Linked DNA regions of Mus musculus: all the other regions are linked to region 1. The links are chromatin contacts, called in public Micro-C, promoter capture Hi-C and targeted proximity ligation maps. All regions are on one chromosome and are shown on one strand. The core of a region is the stretch at or near the end of the contact, and the rest is flanking DNA. Distances in the headings are between cores, read along the strand shown.

Evidence for each region. Promoter capture Hi-C pulls out the DNA fragments that hold promoters and counts their contacts. A called contact is a pair of places that touch in the nucleus more often than the background predicts.
Region 2: a Micro-C map of embryonic stem cells shows a contact between it and region 1, with 13 times the contacts expected there. A contact is called at or near these places in 3 of 39 promoter capture datasets (embryonic stem cells and hippocampal neurons), 14 of 484 Hi-C or Micro-C datasets (embryonic stem cells and stem cell-derived epiblast-like cells) and 2 of 130 datasets of targeted methods (both in embryonic stem cells).
Region 3: a targeted proximity ligation map of astrocytes shows a contact between it and region 1, with 5 times the contacts expected there. A contact is called at or near these places in 4 of 39 promoter capture datasets (the C10 cell line, hippocampal neurons, liver and 1 more), 1 of 484 Hi-C or Micro-C datasets (the G1E-ER4 cell line) and 1 of 130 datasets of targeted methods (astrocytes).
Region 4: a contact with region 1 is called in a Micro-C map of embryonic stem cells, with 3 times the contacts expected there. A contact is called at or near these places in 1 of 39 promoter capture datasets (hippocampal neurons) and 2 of 484 Hi-C or Micro-C datasets (B cells and embryonic stem cells).
Region 5: a Micro-C map of embryonic stem cells shows a contact between it and region 1, with 5 times the contacts expected there. A contact is called at or near these places in 1 of 484 Hi-C or Micro-C datasets (embryonic stem cells) and 2 of 130 datasets of targeted methods (embryonic stem cells and pancreatic cancer cells).
Region 6: a promoter capture Hi-C map of embryonic stem cells shows a contact between it and region 1, with 7 times the contacts expected there. A contact is called at or near these places in 2 of 39 promoter capture datasets (embryonic stem cells and hippocampal neurons), 3 of 484 Hi-C or Micro-C datasets (all in embryonic stem cells), 1 of 130 datasets of targeted methods (embryonic stem cells) and 1 of 9 other capture datasets (embryonic stem cells).

Annotation. Positions count from the first base shown.
Region 1 is chr19:26,603,794-26,606,539 of GRCm38.p6, reverse strand. It overlaps Smarca2 (SWI/SNF related, matrix associated, actin dependent regulator of chromatin, subfamily a, member 2), which reads right to left and starts at 1,380. Exons shown (of 33, transcript NM_011416.2): 1 at 1,307-1,380. It overlaps Gm52395 (a long non-coding RNA gene), which reads left to right and starts at 30. Exons shown (of 7, transcript XR_003952911.1): 1 at 30-389; 2 at 491-1,291.
Region 2 is chr19:24,899,655-24,902,400 of GRCm38.p6, reverse strand. It overlaps Foxd4 (forkhead box D4), which reads left to right and starts at 1,385. Exons shown (of 1, transcript NM_008022.3): 1 at 1,385-2,746. The coding sequence starts at 1,567.
Region 3 is chr19:24,960,278-24,963,023 of GRCm38.p6, reverse strand. Cbwd1 (COBW domain containing 1) reads left to right here and starts at 1,408. Exons shown (of 15, transcript NM_146097.3): 1 at 1,408-1,640. The coding sequence starts at 1,493.
Region 4 is chr19:24,998,175-25,000,920 of GRCm38.p6, reverse strand. It overlaps Dock8 (dedicator of cytokinesis 8), which reads right to left and starts at 1,392. Exons shown (of 48, transcript NM_028785.3): 1 at 1,218-1,392. The coding sequence starts at 1,270.
Region 5 is chr19:25,235,604-25,238,349 of GRCm38.p6, reverse strand. It overlaps Kank1 (KN motif and ankyrin repeat domains 1), which reads right to left and starts at 1,375. Exons shown (of 14, transcript NM_181404.6): 1 at 1,033-1,375.
Region 6 is chr19:25,504,298-25,507,043 of GRCm38.p6, reverse strand. Dmrt1 (doublesex and mab-3 related transcription factor 1) reads right to left here and starts at 1,338. Exons shown (of 5, transcript NM_015826.5): 1 at 843-1,338. The coding sequence starts at 1,190.

The sequences.
Region 1 (2,746 bases), core at 131-2,630:
ACCCCCTGTTTCCTCCCCACTGCAGCCCTTCCCCTTCCCGGGCGAACGCCGCGGCCGCTGCCCGGGTGCGTGCGGGTCCTGTTGTGACAGTCAGGCAGAGAGGATTATCCGGATCATGGCCTCCCCAGCCCTCAGCCGCCGTGGCTCTCCCGGGTCCCTGTGCGCCCCTGACACTCAGACCATCCCAGGCGCCCCGCGTCTGCAGCTTCCTCGGCGCTTGCCAAGGAAAGACACCAAGCAAAAGAAAACAAACCCAGAGAGGGGAGGGGAGGCTAACAGAGCCTAGTGGACACCTCGGACCTCTTTCCTTGGGGCTTCCTTCCACCCTCTGTAATGAGACCCGGGCTGGACACCCCGAACTTCAACATCCTAGCCCGCGCTGCCTCTAGGTACCAGACAAGAGGGTCCGCGGCGCCACGGCCATAGCCCCCGGGGCCAACCCTTTCACCTAAAGGCCTGTCACCAATCAACATTCCCTTCCCTGCCCTAGGGAACCCCGGGAGTGGAGGTGACACCTCGGAGCCCCAAGGCACCAACCCTGTGGTAGTGGCCGCCGCCCGCTCAGTGCGCCATCCCAGACTACTACCGCCAAGATCTGCTCTCGTCCCCGCAGCCGGAGCCCTTTAAACAAGTCCCCGGGAGGCGAATAGCAGCCGTGTTGGTTGGCGCCCTGCCGCCAGCCCGGGCTCCTCACCCTCCTTCCCTCCTTTCCTGTTCCCTTCCAACTCTAACGGGGAGGATGGCTCGGGGTGAACTGTCGCGTTTCCAGTCCCCCGCCTCCCAACCCCTCCGCCCCCCGGCCCGGAGTTCCCAAATCCCCCTCTCCTCTTGCCACTAGCCCTCCCCACCTCTGCTTTTTAGGGGATAGGAGGGGGGGGGGGATGCAACCTGGCGGAGAGTGTGTTGCAACCCTGAGTTGGCAGCGCATCACTGTCAACCTGCCCAGGGTCAAGGCTGTGACATGTTGGGATTTCTTCTCCTTGCCCCCTCGAAGTAGTAATTATTACTGTTATTATTAGAACGGCGAGGTTCGGTTGAAACTTTGTTTCTTTTATCGCCACCCGGGAGCTGTGGTTAGAGCATTCCACCTGAGGCCCGCGGGGAAGAGGCGGGCTTTTTTGTTGTTGTAGCGGTTGGCCCGCCTGTTTGTTTTGGTCTTCCAGCATGCACAATAAATAATGATTAGGATAAGGATGCATAATCCGGGGCGAAGGCGGCGCGGTGCCCAAGGGGTTCGGCGGCCGCTGCGGCTGCTGTAAGGCCGGAGCCGTGGAGAGAAGAGAAAGGAGTTGTAAGTTATATTTACCTTGCTCGCGAGCAGTGTGCTGGCTGAATCTTCCCTCTCTGAGTCACCCAGAGTACAGAAACAGAGGGAGCGAGGACTAGATTATGAATATGACTTCATTGATGACAGCCGTCCCCTCCTCTTCCTAAACTCGGGCTCCGCCCCGCGTCCCACCCTCGCCGCCTCCACGGGCGCCGGAAGACGCGCCGCAGTTGGCCCCGCGAGCCGCTCCTCCCTGCCCGGCCCGGCGCGGGTTGGTGGGACGCTCCTGTCACTCGCCCTGCTCAGCGACTCCGGGAGCGCGCGGGGGGAGCAGGGGGCGGTGTGCAAGAATGTGGATCTAGACAGCTCTACTGTATGCGTGGATCTGTGTGTGTCTGCGAGGCGCCGGCTCTCCGCCGTGTTTGTGCCTGGAGCAGAGAAACTGCGCAGGACAAGCAACCAGCCCGCAGCCCTGCTGGACTCGGGAGCCGCACATCCTTTAGCTGGCAGTAGCCTTCCGAGCTTCTCCGAGGAGACTGGGGGAACCCCCCGAAGCGAAGGGGAGGGCAGCCGTAGTAATCGAGCGTAGTAGTTCTGGGGAATGTGGAGACCGTGCTGGAATTTAAGTGTGCCTGCGCCTGCCAGCTCGAGCCTGCAGAGAGAAAGGGAGGGGACGGCGGGGGCAGGGCTCCGGGTGGCACCAAAGCTGTTTGTGGCAGTGTTGGCCGCGGGGGTGGGAGGGAATGGGCATTATCATACGAGCTGAAACTTTTTCGACCCCCGCCTCCTCCCCGTTTCTCTCAAGGCTGTCATAAATTTGCGTTCTTCCCACCCATCCCCAGCCCCCAGTGAAAAGGGAGGCGGCACAAAGAGCGAGCTTGCCAAATCTGTCTCATCCCTAAAGGACTGCAAGCTTCCAAATGCCAGAGAAGAGAAACAGCTGAGAGGCCGGCCGCCTAGTAAATAAATAAACCCAGATAAACCCTCCTAACCCCTCTGTTTACTTCGGAAAGGCACGAAGCACTTTCACCTCCCCTCACCTGTCGTCTTCGAATAAAATATACATAAAAATGTGGGAGGAGAGAACGACCCGCGAGGGTAGGGCGGGAGAGTCAGGGGGCAGCTGAACCATGGGATCTGCTTTTGATTTAAAAAGGGAAATAAATCTCAATCTCTACAGACCGAAGTCTCCTCTCTCTTCCACCCCACATTTAAGACCAATTAAGGCTACAAACTGCAATTTGCCTGCACGTAGTGGTTTGGAGAGCTAGTGTTTCAGTTTTCCTTGAAATACAGTATGTCTGCCGGACCCTAGGTCACTATTTGGTGAGGCGGTTTTATTTTTAGTTTTATGAAGTGTGAAAGAATGTTAGGAGATTTTAAATCAGAGGCCTATTATATTAGACTCAGATTAATGTAGGTGCTTGACTCTTAAAATTAAAACTGCTCCTATGTGGTCATGTTATGAAAAAGTATGAT
Region 2 (2,746 bases), core at 136-2,635, 1.7 Mb after region 1:
TAGTCATTGGTCAATTTTGGATTTAAACACAAATCTGTGAGGCTCAGATCTGTTGTTTGTCCTACCTCAAGCTGCACACAATAGAGAGCCTTGGAGGGTAAAACCCTCCACAGAGCAATGCAGCTTAACTCAAAGGCTGGCAAGGGAGCTGCTCTCCAAAAGATGCTAACTTCTTTAAACTACTTTAATCCCAAAGGCGATGAGCTATTTTTGGTAGTCAGTTTCTGATTTCTCAATAAAGGTCACAATCACAAACATAAACGTTGAAGGTGGCACAACTTTCATCCTTTCCTAGTGCATCTTTTTAGATTTCACCTTCCCAATTCCCCCAATATGTACTTTGTATTTTGCTATGCAATCCCTATTTATGTAACAGACATACTCTACCATATTGTTACTTTAGCTGCTGGGCTAACTCACATGAAACCAATCTAAAAGCTTAGGTACTCCAAAGCCTTCAAGCAAGTCCTGGGGTCCCTGTCCTGCTCTGCAGTGTGGATGCCTTACCATGGACCTCTGGACTATCTAGTGTCAGGGACACTGCAACCCCGCCCTTCCTCGATTTATTGTTATTACCACAGTAAAGCACTTGTGTTTCTGGATGGATGTTCGGGTTGGGGGGAGGGGTAGGGGACAAAGCCAAGCAGGTAGATGCACTCATATAGTGAGGGCATTCCTTTCTTTATAAAATTACTTTGGGGGAAACAGTATTTGTGTAGTGAAATCAATGTAGTTGGTAAAGACAACGAAGGAAAAGAAGATGAAGATACCAGTTGCCTCTGTGGTGCTAGTGTGTTGCTTTCTGAAGCCTCTTCTAGGCATCCCTGTCTGAACGTGAAAAAATAATTTGCACCTTTGCTCCGCTGGCTAAATAGTAAAAGAAGCTGGAGGAAAAGAGACTAAGAAAATACTTTTTTTTTTTTTCCTTTTAAAGTCCACACTGAACTTCCACAGTTTATGCTAGGATGCTTTAGTTTTTAGGGAAATCGAGTCACGGGATTATTTGGTGAAGTTTACGAGGAGGGAAGGAGCCATTTCTCTGGAATGGGGGCATATAGCTTTAAGTCAGTGTGCCATTCTGTTTGAGATACATCTCATTACTCGCCAAAGTCAGTACTGGGAAGGTCTAAATGTCGACGTGGTCCCACATCGTCGTTGTGTATCATGTTTTCCCTCTTGATTTTTATTTGTGCAGCTTTAGAGAAACATCAACAGAGCCCGCACAATGTCAGAGCACTTTGGCTGATTAAACCATCCTCCGTAGTGGATGGTTGTGAAGAGGAGGGACCAAGGACCCCCCATCATTGGACCGCGTCAGGAGGACGTGGCTCCAGCCCGAGGAACGGCAAAGAAGGATATATAGCTGCGCACTTCTCAGAGAAACTTAAAACACCAAGTGCTCCTTGCCAAAGGGTGTTAGAAAGAAAAAGCAGAAAAGAACAAGGAAGCCTAACCTAGGAGCGCTCCAGTTTCCCAGCAGACTCATCCTTGCTAACTCACCCATCCCAAACCAGGTGAGCTGCCCCCACGTCCGTCCCCTCCTCTCCCTCTTCCCTCCTATCCTCCATGAACTCAGCAAGAGCTGGGCACCTTCGTTCCACTCCACCGCCCAGTCCTCTAAGTTCCGACCAGGATGAGGTGGAGATCGACGTGCTGGCAGAGGAGGAAGATGGAGATCAGACGGAAGAAGAGGATGACGAGGAGGAGAGCCATAAGTGCCTGGAGCGATCCCTGCAGAGGCCCGGAGCCCGCACTCTTGCAGGGAGGAGCGCGGGGGACTGCGGCGATCTGAGTAACTCCTCCGGGTTCCTCCGCAAGTTCCGAGCACCACGGACCCCGGCGACCACCACAGCCGACGGCCCGCAGCCCGCCAAACCCCCGTACTCCTACATCGCGCTCATCACCATGGCCATCCTGCAGAGCCCGCACAAGCGCCTGACGCTCAGCGGTATCTGCGCCTTCATCAGCGGCCGCTTCCCCTATTACCGCCGTAAGTTCCCCGCCTGGCAGAACAGCATCCGCCACAACCTGTCGCTCAACGACTGCTTCGTCAAGATCCCTCGCGAGCCGGGCCACCCGGGCAAGGGCAACTATTGGAGCCTGGACCCCGCCTCCCAGGACATGTTCGACAACGGCAGCTTCCTCCGGCGCAGGAAGCGCTTCAAGCGCCACCACCCGCCCTCGGGAGGCCACCCGCACTGCCCTTTCCCTCCACCCGCTGTGCCCGCCACCCTGCACGTCTCCCAGCCCAGCCTCCTGCTCCGCTACTCTGCCCCACCACAGCCTAACCTCGCAGCTCATCCCGCTGCCCCGCCTCGGAGTCACCCGTGCGCCCCGCTGCATCCGCATCCCATGCGCTACCTGCTGCTCGCGGCCCCGGCCTATGGCGACAACCCTAGAAAAGCGGAAGGCGCGGACCCCGCCACCCCCTTAGCCATTCCCGCGCTGCAGCCCGTACTGGGTTCCCAGCCTTGGGAGAGAGACCAGAGCTCTGGAACTCGGTCCGGACGCGGGTGCGCTTCGTTCACCATCGAGAGCATCATGCAGGGGGTTACAGGAGGAGGAACTGGGTCTGCGCAGAGTCCGTCCTTTGCTCCGTGGAGCTACTGCCACCTGCTGCAACATCCACCGTGCCTGCTGCACCCCCAGGCCGCTTCCCCTTTGTTTCACATGTCCGCAGGTTCCCGGACAATATTGCCTCAGCAGCCGCAACCGCCGCTGCCGCTGCAGCAAGAACAGCATCACT
Region 3 (2,746 bases), core at 159-2,658, 1.6 Mb after region 1:
CTTATCTGGTAGCAGGTAGCCAGTACTTTGTACCTGTTTTTCACCAATTAATTTTTCCAGTCTGGATATGTGGCATTTTGTTTGTCTATCAGTTGATGGGTGTTTAGAGTACATTGAACACCCAATGTATATAACTTATTAAAACCTCATTTTGAGGGGCTGGAGAGAGAGCTCAGCATTTAAGAGCACTGACTGCTCTTCTAGAGGTCCTGAGTTCAATTCCCAGCAACCATATGGTCGTTCACAGCCATCTGTAATGGGATCTGATGCCCACAGAGCAATGCTTGCTAGCCCCTCTTAAAGCCTGAAATTAAACATGGTCAAAACACATAAAAAGATGCTCAGTTTTGTTCAAATCCAAAGAAATACAACTGATGATCACATTGAGGTACTATTTTGTATTTAATTGGGAAAAAAATTCATGTCTGCTAATATTGACATTACACCAATATGATCTCTTACATTGTTGGGAAAATGTATGACTGTCTCAAAATGAAACAAAACAGCAACACCTGAAAACAATTGACAGGAAATTCAGTAGTGAAGCTGGAAATCCAGCAAACCCCAAGAGAGTATACATTGAATGGTACTCTTTTTTATGAAATTGAAAAACAAACAATGGTCAATGTTATTTATGTGCGTGTGTATAAGGACAAACCATAACAAACACATAAAGGAATGTTCAGTATTCCCAAGAAGATTCATGATTATAGTTAGTATTCTAGGCTGGGGTAGAAGAGATGCAATTTAATGTTTTTGGGTTAGGGTACTATCAAGGAATCCACTATAAACACACACAAAGGAGTCCAGAGACTAATGAGAATATTATGAACCAATAAATACAATTATTGATCTGAGTTTACCTTATGTCCAAGTAAAGGAGAAAGAAAAATAAATAAAACTATTACATTGTAAAAGATGAGATAGCTATAATACATAATTATCATTGTAGAATAATTATAATATATAGCATGACTTCACAATTACTCTTTTCCTTGTGAATGAAAGAGATGGACTTCATGAGAATAAAAAAAAAATGGCAACTTGAAAAATGTCTGTCCTGTGGTGAAGCTGCCCAAGCCTAATAGGTGTTGCCTCAGCCCAAGCAACAGACAGTGGCTAACAGCTGGAGCCCACTACAGCTTCGAGGCAAGGGAGCTCCTAGCGTCCTAACAGCAAAGTGCAGTTTGGCCCACGGGCAGAGGGCACGCCCCTAGAGCGTGCTTCACACCCGGGGGGTGTGTCCCTCTCTATAAGGGGCGTGTCCACTGTGCGTGGGGGTGTATCTATCTCTGCGTAGGGGCGTGCCTCCCCCGGGAAGGCGTGTCTAGTTTGAATAGTGGCGTAGCTGGAGGGCGGGCTGGTTCCTCAGAGGCCTGCTCCGCGACGCGTTGTGGTGACATCATCAGCCCCGCGCCGACTGAATCCTGTCGCGGAAACGCGACTGGCGGCAGCTCTTTAGTTCTGGAGTCACTGGTGTCCTGCTGGCGGCATGTTACCTGCTGTGAAAACTGTGGAGGCGGAAGAAGAGTACGCGGAGGATTGTCCTGAATTGGTCCCCATTGAGACCAAGAACCAAGAAGAGGAAAATCTTGACTTCATCACTAAGATTCCAGTCACAATTGTCACCGGGTACTTAGGTAATTAAGGGGGGCTGCCGTGTCTCCTCAGGCACCCGGGCCTCCTGGCCGAGGACGAATCTTCGAGGTAGGGGCTGGGGCCTCTCTTCTAGCATTTTCAAAGGTAGTTTTGAAACTCAGACTCACCTAATGTTATGGTCTCTTGATTAAGTTGTCTTTCATTTGTGAAGCTCATCTCCCCTCAGTTTAGAGTAGAAATAATAAAGTCATCTGAGTTTTCTCATTAAAAAACAGAAAAACAAAAAACCAAAGCAAAACAAAGCCAAATGGTCTATTGTTATTAAAGGATGCCCTGGTCAAGGAAAAAAAAAAAAAAAGAAAGAAAAAGAAAACAAAGATGCCGACTGTAGATTGCCTGACACCTTGCTTAGTGGATTCCATTTCACAGGAACCAAACTCTTCCAGCCATTAGTGACAAGTCCTAAACTGTGCCCTCCCCTTTTGAGGTCCGCTTGGAAAGCACTGTTAAGAGATTGATTTAGAGTAAGACCTTTGTTTTGGGAACTTTCCTAAGCTGGGGGTCTTGAGGGTGCACCTCGGGGGTGTGGTCCTTGGAAAACACAGATTTGTGAAACACGGTGCAGTTTTCTGAAGATCAGTCCACGTGCTTATTTTTTGTTGGAAATGTCTAGATATCCTTTTAAAGCATTACAGTTAACAGCAACAACAAGTAAGTGGCTGAAAATGTGGACAAATAAAAATTGTGGAAAAAATATGAATCAAGTGGTACTCTCATTCCTGTGTGTTGCAACAGACAAGTTGAATCTCGGTGCACCCTTTAGATACAACAAAGAAATCACTGTTGTCTCCACACCACCAGGTTTTGTTTGTTTGTTTGTTTGTTTGTTTGTTTTTCCCCTTCTAGAGTCAGACCAAGGATATTCTAGATTTTACTTGGGCTTCATTTTTATAAAGGAATAACGTTTTGGATTCAGATGCTATTCTATAGAATCAGAGCAAATTTCCTGGTCCAAAGAACATACTTCAGAGTTGGCCCTTGGCCTTTCTGCATTTGGCTTACTGATAGATGAAAGGGACAATACAGGTAATGGCCTGAAGCTCTGAGATCAGGACTAACTCCACCAACCTCCTTGTTCCTGACTGAA
Region 4 (2,746 bases), core at 143-2,642, 1.6 Mb after region 1:
GCTTGCATTAGGTCCCAGACAGTCACTTCAGATCAGTCTCACCCCTCCTGAATCCCTAACAGCTTCCTGCCCTTGTTCCTTGTTTCCTGGCTTTTTTTCTTTCTCATGACAGGGACAAAGAGAGGAGAAGCGGGGAAGGCAATGATGACAGCCATCAAAACTTCCTATGCCCCTACGGCCCCACTGCAGCCAGGACAGCCTGATGAGGGGAAAGGCTCCGATAGGAAGACTGAATTATGATATAGTTACCCTTTAGCATTTGTATACAGTCCACATTAATAATTAAACTAATTGGACAGATGAAATAGTGAAGGAAGTGAAAGGTCTTGCTCACAACTGCACAGGGAAACTCCACTGGCCCTCTGTGGTCCTTACCGCTCACTATTCAAGGATGGTGATTCCTAGTGACTCCAGCTTCACTCACTAGCAGCCCAAAGATGAATTACTGTGGGCCAGCGTCCCACATGCAAAAACAAACAAACAAGAACAAGAAAAAAACACCAACCCTGGAAGTCCTCCAGAGCGCTGCCCTTCCACATTATCTTTTAGCCAGGCAGTCTAGATTTCCCAGGTCAAGGCAAAAATGCCCCCTTGAATACTTGTCAGCAGTTTTCAGTGGAGGAAACGCCGCCGCTTGAGTCTACCGAGAACTTTATGAGTAGTCAACTCACAGAGATGTGGCGTGTGCAGCTCTGTTTATAAATTGGAAATCCCTGTGTTCTTCACTTTTCTAGAGTGCTAGAAATCTTTAAACGTCAGCTACAGCTCATTCCCTTTCGCTTATTTAAAGGAGGAATTTTTTTAAAATCATTTTTTCCACTTCATGGTTGGCTCCTTTTGGACCAAGGTATAAAAATAGCGCTGCCATCCAAAGCCAAGATGTTTTTTGGAAAGAGGGGGTTGAAAGAGCCCTAACCCTGGACCACGGACCGATCTGCTTCAAAGCAGGGCTGATTTTCAGCCACTTAGCTTCTTTCCGCTGTCTCCCGACTGGAAGGAAGGCGCAATTTGTTAAGCCAAGTTCGGGCGCGCGACCCCGCGCTCCGGGTCGGGCCACCTGTCTCAGAACAGCGAGGGCGGCGGGAGCCACGCCGGGTTGGGGAGGTGGCGCAAGACGCTGGTCCGGACAGCAGCGCGGGTGACAAGAGGACGAGAATGAGTCGCCACGGGGACCGGCGCGCCCCGCCGCGGACTGGCCAGGAACCGCGCCGTCTTACCTGTTGATCTTGAGCGCGAAGGCGCGGCGCTCGGCGCTCGGCAGCGTGGCCATGGCGCGCGCGCGCGGTTCCACGGCTTCGGGGCTCGCGGGGCTGCGGGGGGACGGGACCCGAACGCACAGCCGCTGCAGAGCCCGGCGCGCCCGGCGCCAGCCTCATCTGTCAGCCGCGCCGCGGAAACTTCCGCATTTCCACCTTGGCCGCGCAGCTCCCGGGGGGAGGGCTCTGCTCCCTCCGCCGCCCGCGGCGCCGCCCGGCCTGGCACGCACCGAGCGCTTGGCGAGGGCGTGGACGCCGCGCCGAGCCGCGCTCCGGATACTCAGAGTCGCCGGCCGCAGGCGCGCGTTTCCCCCGCCGCTGACCCGGGACCGACGGGCACGGTGGCTGCGGAGCGCGGACCGCGAGAGCTGGCCGGAAACGCCGGCGGCCGGAGCCGGAGGGCGACTGGGGCAGTGAGCGCTGGATCCAGAAGCAGCCAGCGGGGTCTGGAGGGGCCACCCGGTGGATTGACGCCATTCCTGGGAACATTTCTTTTTAAGGCAGCCTCTTAGGACATCAGTCGACTTTTTCCCAGCCGAAGGCGCACTGTCATTCATGGGACACTTTATTATAATGGCTGCATCCCACGAGTAAATATTAGGAGCTATATGACTTTTCATTTTAGAACCTGAGGGAATACACAGCATTGAGATTGACCGGTATCTCAACAGAGTTCTGTTTTACATGGAGAAACCTGACCAGACCACAAAGGAGAAATCTGGAGAAATAAAAATAAAAATAATCCCCAAAGGATGAGCGTGGAAAAGACTGTGCCTATTTCAAGTAATATATTTGGTCCAAGTTGTGTTGTATGAACTCCGTGTGTTTCCACTTGTCAACTTGCCTTCGGAAACACGAAAGGGCTATATTTTTGGCTCAAAGCTGCAGAGTCTAGATATGGAAGCCACAAGCCACATGTGGCCGTTGGCCACTTGAATTTTTGGTTAGTCTAAAGTGAGATGGGTTGGAAAATAAATACACACTGGGTTTCCAAGACAGTACAGAAAAAAAATAAGGCAAAATGTCTTAATTTTTGTATTGATTGCATGTTAAAAACAATCCTTTGGAAGCTGTTAAGTTAAGAAACATATTATTAAAGATAATTTCACCTGTTTGTTTTTCCCTGTATTAAAATGTGGCTCCCATTAAGAAGATGTAAAAATTACTTCCTTAGCTCACATTTGCTGGCACATTGAGTTCTTACTGAACAACACTGGTCCACTACAACTTAATTTGTAACCTAATACTAAAATACTGGCCGACCATATGCTATTTATTCTTGGCAGCCTTCTTCCTCTGCTTCTGGGTAGGTAGTTGAGCAAACCTTCAGAGCTGGTTAGGTAACTCTCCCCCTCCCTCATACCAATGCCTTTAAACATAAAAGACAATGTGTACAACATAACAATACAGAGACTCTAAGTACAGACCGACAGAAAACACGACTTTAATAAACGAGGCCAACTATTCCTTGTAATCCAAACCTGTAATCT
Region 5 (2,746 bases), core at 126-2,625, 1.4 Mb after region 1:
CCCAGCTAAGTGAATGTCTGCACGGGCAGACAGACACTCCTCCATCCTCACCCTTTTTAATCTCCCCAATCAACTGACACACTTTCCCGCAGCCGCCCTGCTCAGCACTTTCCCAAAATTTAGCTGTAAAACAACCGAAGGTTGATTACGTGTCTTCTCACTATCTATCTATCCCTCTTACCCGAGGGAAGAGACAGAAACAGCAGCCGCTCGGTCCCGGAGATGGTTTTTGTGGAGAGGTGGGAGCGTTGTTGATGGCATAATTTTATTATTATATGAAAAGCCAATGACTCATGAATTTTAAAGTATATTGATGTGTATTACATCCAACTTTTAAAATAAAACTTAAATAGATTAAACATTGAAGAGCCCAACAACTTACTGGAGAGCGATGCACGAAATGAGAAACAAGATAACTAAGTACCGCATAAAAGCCAACTCTAACAAACTCGCAATTAACGCAAGGAGGCTTTGGTTCCCAAGTAGCCCAGGTGACAACCAAGGTCACTGATCCGGGGGATTGGCATTCCTGATTAGTCTTGGGCTCTCGGTCTGATTCCATACTTTAATTAGACGAACGGAGAGGCACCTCGGGAGAGAAGTGCAGAAAACAAGCGCTGGGGGACGCCACAGAACATTGCCAACGCGAACAACGAGGCCTGCGCCGGGTCAGCCGCGCGGAGTCAGCTCAGGCCGGACCGCCCGCGAAAAGTTGCCTTTGAAAGTTGCAAAGGGACCTGGTGAGGGGGGATGAGACTCACCAGCTCCGCGGCTCCCGAGCGCGGGGTTTCCCACGTACCTGCGCGACCAAGTGTGCCCCGGGACGCTGCCACCCGTCCTGCTGGACCTGACACTGCAGGTCCTCAGGAACTCAAGCAGGTCCCGGAGCTTAGGGCGGCCCCTAAAGGCCGCACCCACCCCTCCCCCACGCCCAGACCCTGCAACACCAGCTAGGGCCACCTGCCGCTCCGGGACCGGGATAAAGGAGCACTAATCGCCGCTTCCTACTGCCAGAGGGTACACCAATCTTACCCTGGGACGCCTCGGAAAAGGGCGCTGCACTGCACTGCACTGCACTCCGGCTCCGAAAGGACGGCTTAGTATCAAAGGACCAGCGCGCCCCACTCCAGGTCGGGAGGCGCCGCCCCCTCGAGCGCCAGCGGTGATCCCAGGCGACTGCTAGCCAAGGCAACCCCACGGACCTTCCCAGGGCAATCTCAGGGCCAGTGTCGCCGTGCGCTCCAGCACGCGCCAAGAGTGTGAGGCTGGGCACCCTGTTGGCTCAGGGTAGAGTCGGAGTTCAGGCGCCCCAGATCGTCCCTGCAGGGGACAGGAGCGCAGCGTTGCCACTACTCACCTCCAGCGCCGCGAATCTGGAGCTGGCACAGGGCGGGCGGCTCGCGGGGAGGGACCGAGAAGCGCTGGGCGGGGCCTCGGGCAGCGCCAGACTCAAACCCCAGTTACACTAGATCGCGGAGCAGAATCCTGCAGTGGCCGTGCAAGAGTAACTTGCGGCTGCCGGGAGCCACCGAGTGCAGGGACACAAACCGGCTGCAGCTCTAACCGAGAAGTCCGCAAGGCACCGCGCGCTCTTTGTACCCGAGAGCCGGCCGTGGAGAGCCCAGTGCGCCTGCGCGCCGCCGCGACTCTCCTAGGCGCACCTCCACACCACTGGTTCCTACCCGCCCGAGCGACCCTCCCATTCGCCCTGGAGGGGGTTCGGTGCGAGCAAGTTTTCGACCTTGGGAGCTGGGCGCGCCAGGAGCAGAGTAGCACCCTAATAGCGCCTGTTACCGGGCGCCGTTAAGACGTTGGCTTGGGAACCTGAATGGAGTAGGAGACTCGAGGTTTCAAGTCCGCTCTGGAGCCGATGGAAAGTTCCAGCCAACTAGCAAGCCGCAGGGACCTAGATTCATTCCTTCCAGCACTCCTAGCAGAGTGAGGAGTCTGGAGTCCAAACTGACAAGGCCTGGCTACAGGGTGTGGAGCACAAGAAAGAAGTCACTTGTCCCTAAAAGCTTCATCAGAAGAAAGGGCAGTAGATCCACAAGAGATGAGTTGGGAACTGAGGCACAAGTCCTCTTTCAAGAAGATGGCCAAAGACAGAGAGTCCAGTGATCAAAAACAACATAACTGCTGGGGAACATAACAGAAGCCTGGAAGCCGGGCAGTGATGCTGCATGCCTTTGGTCCCAGCACTTGAGAGGCAGAGGCAGGCGGATCTCTGAGTTCCAGGCCAGCCTGGTTTACAGAGTGAGTTCCAGACAGCCAGGGCTACACAGAAAACCAAAAAGAGAAGAAAGGGGGTGGGGAGAAGAGGAGGAGGAAGAGGAGGAGGAGGAGGAGGAGGAGGAAGAAGAAGAAGAAGAAGAAGAAGAAGAAGAAGAAGAAGAAGAAGAAGAAGAAGAAGAAGAAGAAGAAGAAGAAGAAGAAGAAGAAGAAGAAAAAATCTGGAGCGAGGAGGATCCTTTGCTAAATAGCAAGTTCCAGGCCAGGCTGAGCTATATGAAAAATGGGTATTGCTAAAACAACCATAAAGACAGATTTGAAGGTTCTGATCGTCTCGATTGTTTCGTGCCCACTCCACCACACACACACACACACACACACACACACACACACACACACACACACACACAGCACCCCTTCTCCTAGACCAGACTGTTAGAACAAGCAAAAGGCAATGGGTAACAGAGCAAAAGGTCTCCTCCTGGGAACCTCAGTTTCTACATGGGTTAAGAGGGTC
Region 6 (2,746 bases), core at 89-2,588, 1.1 Mb after region 1:
GCATAATTGAACTTCGATAACTTAGGTCGCGACTACAAATTTGTAAATGCTAGCATTTTCAAAATGGCTGAGACGCTTGCCCGGGTCCGCGGGGCGAACCCGGAAAGTGCGCCAACTGATGCGCGAACACGCTGTGCTCCCGCCCATCCCGAGGACTTTTCCAGAAAGGCCCAGGAGCAGCACCTTCCCGCGCCACCTGGGTGAAACCTGGCCCATGAAGCCAGGGACCCTAAGGGCCTGAATCCCCGCAACTCAATGTCTGTGTAACGAGAGGTTCGGGGCTATGGAGATTCTTCCCGGAGGAGCGAACCCCTCAATTTTCAGCTAGGGAAGTAGTTTAAAATCATGGCAGCTCTCCCAGTGGAGCAAACCCCTCCAGTCTGCCAGCAAAGTTTGAATCTCGGGACACCCCCACCGACGCCCAAACATTCCTGGTCCCGGGGTTTTCTGATTCAGGGAATCTCGCGACTCCGTTCGCAGAGCGCCCTTGGAGACTATGGGGGCCCAAGTGCGTGGCGAACCCCGAAATTCAGCTGGAAGACGAGGTCAGAATGAAGAGAACCCCGTGCAGAGTTAAATACTGAGCCACTCGTCTACCGATGGCGAGGGTGCACGTGTGCAGCCCGAATCCCACTTCATTGCTCGGAACAACCCCACCCCCACCCCACCCCGCGCCGCAAATCCGCGGGATTCAAGCAGACGGAACCCGCAACCCTCCATCGCCGCCCCACCCCCACCCCGACCCCGACCCCGGCGTCTGGACCGCGGCTCGCCCAAGCCGGCGTCCGTCGATGCTCCCCCACCCCCGCATCTTGCAGGCTTCCCCGGGAGCCCGGACTCACCTGCGCGGCCATCACCCGCTGTCGCTCCGCAATCAGGCTGCACTTCTTGCACTGGCAATCCCGCCACATGCAGAAGCGCTTGTGGCCCTTGAGCGGCGACGCGTAGCCGTGGTTCCTGCAGCGAGCGCATTTGGGCAGCCTCGGGGACTTCTTGCTTCCAGAACCCAGGCCCGACGGCCCGGAGCCCGAGGCACCTCCGCTGCCCCCCGCGCCCGAGCCTCCAGCCGCTCCAGCCATCGCCCCGGCAGCTTTGCTGTAACCTCCGGCTTTGCCCTGCGGCGGGGCCCCGGGAGCGTGAGGAACCTCCGTCGGGGTAGAGGGCTTGCCGAATGTGTCGTCGTTCGGCATGGAGCTTCGTCTCCCGCTCCCGGATCCACCCAGCCGGCTGCCTAGAAGGCGCGCAGGAGGCGGGTGCACCGCAGCTGGACCTGTAGTCTAAATGAAGAGCTCGGGGAGTGGGTGGGGGGTTGTACCTCTTTTCTTTTTTCTTTTTTCTTTTTTTCCCCTTTTGGCGCGCCTAGCCCAGGACTTTTGGATACTTTTCAGAACCTTCCGAGGATTGCGTGGGCGGGAGAGGGCGCTACGCGGCGTGGCCACGCCCACTGTCCCCCAACTCCATCCACTGCGCTTCTGCTGAGTGCAAGCTTGCACCAGCTGCAAAATTGCTACAAACCTCAGCCGTGTGCAGCGCACCAGCACGAGGAACTCTCTCTGCGCGCCCAGCTCCAAGGAATTGAGCTGAGCGCCAATGGTTGCTTGGAGGAGGTGCAGACCACCCTGTGTGGTCGACTAGCTCCCTTCCCTCACCCCTAACGCCCATAGAGGCCTCTTGGCTAACAGAGACTGGCAGCAATTTTCTTCCCCCCACCCCCACTCCCACCCTCTTATTATAAGAGTGAGACAGATTGAACATCCAAGAAAAGCCGGAGTCTTGTGTTTTTGCAGTTCGTGGGGCTCACGCGCCCCAAAAGTTGAAGGCCTGGGCTTTCTGCCTCCCACAGCCCTGTTTATTTGCTCTCAGGATTTCTACCACCTGGCTCCAGATAGATCAATGTGACATTAGGTGGTTCCCCTCTAGCCTGCTTTGCCGTTTGCTGTAGTAGATAGCTTTTGCCTCTGATGCAACTTCCTTTAAGGACTCTGCAGGCGTGTGGATCTCGGGCATTTCAAAACTAAATGTGACTAGGCATACTGTCATCTCAGCACCTGGAAGGCTGAAGCAGAAAATCCACCGTGAGCTCAAGGCCAGTCTATGGCCACGTAATGAGTTCCTGGCCGTTTAGAGTTATAAAGACCCTGTCTTGGAATACATAAGTAAATAGATTTTTAAAATGGAAGAGAGAGAGAGAGAGAGAGAGAGAGAGAGAGAGAGAGAGAGAGAGAGAGAGAGAGAGAGAAACTGAACTGGTGCCAAGCAGCGTGACAGAATTTGTAATTCCCTCACTGTGGTAGAGGCTAAAGGACCCTAAGTTTGCGGTCAGCCTGGGCTAAGTAGAGAGATCCAGCACCCAAAATTAAAAACAAACAAAATGTGAATCTGGGAGAGGGATCATGCAGATGGAAACATTACTCAAAACTCATTCCATGCTAAGATCTATTTTATTGTATGGAAATGAACGTCACAACCCAACCCCCATCCCCTGCTCCATCACTCTGGAGCCTTTCCTAGGTTTCCCACCTGCTCTCTGCCAGTGTCCTCTGTCCTCTGGCTTCACTTGGGGGAGCAAATGCCCTCAAGATCAGCTCAACCAATGTCCAGATTCCTGTGTCTCTCAAAGTCTGCACTCCCCAATAAATCACTAAATCAGAATGTCTAGCCTGGCAGCTAATATCTGTTATCTCAGCAACTGAGGAGTTGTGAATTCCAGGCCGGCCTGAACTACATACATACAAGATGAAGTCCA